Regions from separate parts of the Urocitellus parryii genome. Here region 2 is linked to region 1. A link is a contact called in public Hi-C data. All regions are on one chromosome and are shown on one strand. Each heading gives the region's core, a stretch centred on a gene start, on an enhancer-like site or on the middle of the called end of the contact. The rest is flanking DNA. Distances are from core to core; before and after follow the strand shown. Region 1 holds the start of Ube2v2 (ubiquitin conjugating enzyme E2 V2). Region 2 holds the start of Spidr (scaffold protein involved in DNA repair).

What was found. Hi-C and Micro-C count contacts between places; a contact is called where the count stands out from the background.
Region 2: a Hi-C map of muscle shows a contact between it and region 1, with 2.6 times the contacts expected there. The contact joins the promoter of Spidr here to the promoter of Ube2v2 in region 1. A contact is called at or near these places in 2 of 2 Hi-C or Micro-C datasets (liver and muscle).

What each region holds. Positions count from the first base shown.
Region 1 is chr7:80,789,548-80,792,247 of mUroPar1.hap1, forward strand. Ube2v2 (ubiquitin conjugating enzyme E2 V2) reads right to left here and starts at 1,447. Exons shown (of 4, transcript XM_026395189.2): 1 at 1,392-1,447. The coding sequence starts at 1,407.
Region 2 is chr7:81,443,626-81,446,357 of mUroPar1.hap1, forward strand. It overlaps Spidr (scaffold protein involved in DNA repair), which reads right to left and starts at 1,304. Exons shown (of 20, transcript XM_026395186.2): 1 at 1,233-1,304. The coding sequence starts at 1,268.

The DNA of each region.
Region 1 (2,700 bases), core at 197-2,696:
GGTAGAGTGCTCGCCTCACATGTGGAAGGCACTGGGTTTGATTCCTAGCACCACATAAAAATAAAATTTTTTTAAAAAAAGGTATTGTTATCTATCTACAACTAAAAAAAATATATTAAAAGGGGAAAAAAAAAACCCTTCACTTTTAAAATAATCTTTCCTGGCCAGTGTGGGGCTTGGGAGGCTGAGAGAGTAGGATTGCAGGCTCAAAGCCAGCCTCAGCAGGCACTAAGCAACTCAGTGAGACCCTGTCTCTAAGTAATACAAAATAGGGCTACGGATGTGGCTCAGTGGTTAAGTGTTCCTGAGTTCACTACCCAGTACCAAAAAATAAATAAATAAATATTCCTTCCTTTGCTGGTTAATACTGACACCAAGAATATTGAAATATTTTTCCAAGGCTAAAATTGCTAGATTTTATCATCAATGACACCTACACATAATAAAGATGATTTAACAGACACAGAATGTACTGAGGTAATACCCTAAAAGTATCAATCACGACACACATTCAAATCCTTTCATTTTAGCACACAGATTTGAAATTTCTTTTTATTATGCAATGATGGCATGAAATATTAAATCACAGTTCTATAATCTAGTTTGGAAAAAGAATAGCAAATAGGTCATATGCGCTATCACTTTTAAACAGTAACACCTAACACTTGTAATTAATTATTTTTGAAACAGTCAAATATTTAGAGCCTCCATGTTAACACTTAATTTCAAACTCTGCATTCCTGAGAAACCAAACATTGCATTCAGTACCAGAGAGAAGTTGCAAAGCTTATCTAAGAAACCACTTGTTCAATTATGTTTCATTTTGGTCTGGTTTTGTTTGCACTGTAGCTCTTCAATGAAATGAAAAATTTTAAAAAGGATAGTATGTATTCAGTCAGGTAAGAAGAATCCTCTCTCCTCCTTCTTCTGAAGAGCCATCGTCCTCTCCTCCACCCACGTCAAGGAGAGTCCTGGAGAACCAGACCTCCCAACTCGACCCAGGATGTCTCTCAACGCCACCCACCTACGGTGACCAAGGTTGACACCCGCCCACCTTGGGCCTCGCCGCCTCTCTTCCCCCAGCGCCTTCCATCATCACCCCGCAGGGCCCTGATTCTGCGCCAGCGCGGGGGGCCACCCCGCCACCGGACAAGCGCGCGACCGACGCGCGAGCACGACCCACCACCCCCGACGGCCGACCCGGGCCCTTGGCATCCGCGCCGGTCCCACCCGATCCCTCCCCAGTCCCAGGCTTCGTTCCAGGGGAGCGCAGAGTTCAAGAGAGCGCACTCCGACTTCTCCTACACGGACAGCACCCCGCCGCCAGGAGCGGGCGAAGGGGGAGAGCCGGGTCAGAGCGGGAAAGCAGACAGCCCGGCCCAGGAACCGACCTGTGGAGACCGCCATCTTCTCCTGCAGCCCGACGCAGCCGCCCGCACGCACGGGACGTGGTTCGTCACTTCCGGGAGCACGCCGCCGAGTCCACGTCACCATGGGCTCCACCCCCGGCGGCGGGCGCTGCTGGGCCCCAGTGAAGGCTCTGCCCGGGGGCGCTGGGAACTCGGCCCCCGTGATTATAGTTACCTCAAAACACTAGGAGAGGGCTGGCAGACAAAGATGAGTCAGTCTCCATAAAATAGAAAAAAGAAAACGTGTTAAAAAGCGTGTGCAGAGCTGGGGTTGTGGCTCAGGCAGAGCGCTTGCCTGGCACACGTGATGCCCTGGGTTCGAGCCTCAGCACCGCATAAAAATAAAAAAGATATTGTGTCCACCTGTAACTAAAACATAAATATTTAAAAAAAAAAAAACGCGTGTGCAGGAGGGCAGCAGTCTGCCATGTGATAGCCAAGAGGCAGGTGCAGAGGGCATCTAAAGAAATGTGCAGCTAGGGAGAACACAGATTCTCGATCCTATAGAACCTTGAAAAAAGAGGGGGGACCCTCAGTACTGTTTCATATTCATTGATTATCGAAATGATATTTGAACAAAGTTGAATTTGACGTGTTATTAAAATAAAAACCTACACAAAGTATGTGCATCAACAATTGAAAAATTGAGTTGGACAGTAAATTTGAAGAACCCCTAAGAAACCAATTTATTGTATTTACTTGTATACACAATAGTGAAAATTATTTAAACGTATGACTAACCCTAAAAACATCTTTCAAGAGGAATAAGCTAAAATTTCTAAGCAATCATTATGTCCTTCAAAAAGCAAAGATGGCCAGTGAGGAGGTTGAGGCAGAGCCAGAACAAAGGAGCATGGTGAGGGTCTTTTGATGATGTCAACTTCCTGGATGAGGAAAGTGCTCAAGGACACAAGCAAAGGACCCAATCAGACAGACCCTTATGTATTCCTGCTACTAAGTGGGGATCCAATATAAAAAACTAAAACAGATATGTGGACAGAAGGGGCACCAATCATTAATGTTGAGGACAGAGAGGACAAGGAGGAGAGAAGAGAAAATTCGGAAACAGTAAAAAGAATGGACCAAAACTCCCCCACTGGGTTCCCAGCTCCCTGGCCTCTTCTCTTCAGATAAGTCTGTCTCTGTCACTTTTGCTATAGCTGCTTCTTGCTTGCTGTCTCTGTGTTCTGTTCTTCAAGTCTTTGCTGAAGGGAGACAAGGAACCCAGGACTCCTAGATGGTAACACTACCAGTAGTTTGCAACAGATCTGGGAATCTAATGCAATTTTTT
Region 2 (2,732 bases), core at 54-2,553, 650 kb after region 1:
CTCCCCCAAATTGAGCTCTCCTTTTTTGTATCTCAGAATGTTCCTATTCTCTAAAACCAATACCATCAAGTTTTATATGTCTTGAAAATCTGAATAAATGATGGCAATTAGAAAATCTTTGGCTTTTAGAGAATACCATTTCAAATAGTGTACACCAGTGATACCTAACAGAACTTGCTGCAATGACATAAATGTTTTGTATTGTGCTGGATACCCAGAAGCCTCTGACAACATGTAGTTACTGTGCATTTGAAATGTGGCTAGTGGCTGGGTGTAGTGGTGCAGGCCTACAATCCCAAGTACTGGAGGCTGAAGCAAATTACACACACTAGCCTAGGCAACTAAGACCCTATGTCAAAATAAAAAAATAAAAAGGATTGGGAATGTAGCTCCTCCCTCCCCAGTTTGGCAAAATAAAATAAAATATAGAACATGGCAGGAAGACAGCAAAGGGAAATAAATGAGCAGTTGTAAAGACTAAAAAGATTAGGGTAGCAACATCAGGGACACTCCAAAAGAAATACAAGCAGGTGGCAAAAAATCAACACTATGACCACCACAACTGATAGAATAAAAATGATGTCCTCATGAATGCAGTTGCAATCATTTCACATATCGTGCCTGTTACATAGTTGCTACACACCTACTTCGTGCCTACAAACTGTGCAGGGTGCTGGAATACAGACTGGAAGCACTTAACTCCAGATTCCTCTCCCACTGGCAGAAAGAGAAAGTTTCAGAGGAAATTTAGGAACGACAAGAAAAGTAGCAACACGAAAAACTGGCAGAGGCATGCCGATATCCACTGCTGTCTTGGTGCGTTCGTTATAGGAATGAATCAAAAAAAAAAAAATTAAAAAGAACTTCTAGACACCAGCGAGGAAGAATATATCTCACTCACTAGTTCCCAACTCAAGCCCCAGAAGCCCACTCCGTCACGCCCACCGCTGCCACCCTCGCCTTTCCCACAACAGGAGTAGCGCACACAATCCGGGCAGAAGAGCGACTTGGGGGCGGCGGCAGCAGCACCCGCACGCAGACCCGCCCGCCGCGGCCTCGCCCGGGCTCCAGCTCGCAGGCTGGAGTGCCCGCCAGCCACAGCGCCCACCCTCTAGCCCAACCAACCGGCGTTCACGCCTGCTGAGGACTAAACCGAGCTGCCACCGCGGGCCAGCGCTTCCCCCTAGCCACACGCGAAACCGCACGGTCTCAACTCCCGCCCCACCGCGCACCTTATGACTGCGAGGGCGGCCGCCGCCGCGAGGCATCTCCACGCGCGCCGCCTCCCTCCTCTCGCTGGTACCGCCCCCCCGAACGCGCGCGCGCAGATTCCCAGTCGGCACGCCTCACTGCGCGCTGCGATTGGTGGGCGTTCGAGCGCAGGGCGGGGCTTCCTGGCGTCCCGGCGCTTTCCGGGGAGCTACTGGGCGTCCGGCAGGGGTACTTTATTTCGGGAGGGGGAAGCGTTGGCGGCGCTGCTTCTCGAACTTCTTTCCCGGCTCTGAGTCCGAAGCGTCTGGAGCCCGTCGTTGGCGAACCGCTGCGCTCACCGTTGGGTTTCTTAGAAGAGAGCTTGCAGACAGGATCGTGCAGTGTTGACTTACGAATTGTGTTGTCTGGCCCAAACTAACCTTAAGTAAACATAAAATGAAAACCCCAAGTAAGCTGTGCCTTGAATAATCATTCTTAAGGAGCAGCTGTAGCTGTTAGTGTATTGGGGGGTGTTATTTCCCGATATATTGGGGCGAGGGAAAGAAACAACTTCCAAATATTAAAGAGTAGAGAATCTTCAATTTATGAGACGTCAAAATCAAAGAGACTTGTTAAAACACGGGCCTCTGGATTTCCCGAGTCCTGTAGGTCTGGCATATGGCCATAGAACTTGTAGATTTCTAACAAGTTCCCAGATGCTGTTCCAGGGATCCCTCTAGAAGTGAATATACTGGTGTCTCAACACTTTCAGAAATAGTCTTGAAACTAAACACAATGGGAAGGAGGCCTGGGACTGAGTAAAAACAAAATTAGGTTTGTTTAAAGTCTGAATAGGAAGATTCTGTAAAGAAGTTATTCGTTGTAGAAAAAACTAAATTGATAATTTTTAAAAATTGAGAAAGTGTCTGCCTAGGGAGGAGGAAAGGATTCTTACAAAGTTGTATTCTCAAATGGGACATAACTTCCCTATGTTCCTATGTGAATATGCCACCAGTGAAACTCCACATCATGCACAACCACAAGAATGGGATCCTAATTACAAGTATATATGTATAATAATATGTCAAAATATGATCTGTATGTCAAAATACACGGTACTATCATGTATATATAAAAAGAATGAATAAAAATTTAAAAAGTTATATTTTTAAAAATATGCAGAAATGGAGTTTAGTCTGCTTTAAAAGCACTTTTTCGTATACCTCAAAGAAGACATTCTTTGGTGGTGTTTCACACTCTCCATCTTTTTGCCTGGTCCTCATTCTTCATTATCTCCTGTTTGAAATCCTTTTATATAGTACTCACTCTAAAATAGTTTTAAAAAATGAAAGAAAAAAGTGTTAGCTTTAGCATGACATTGTTGTTATACTAATACTATCAGCACTTCCCAATATAAACCAGATACTAAAACTATTTTGGGTTTGAGACTACTGAGACTCAACCAAGAAAAGAGATTTGCCATTGCTGCCTCAAACTAGGCCTTTCCATCTTACTGTGTGTAGGCCTTGGCTCTCAGTTGC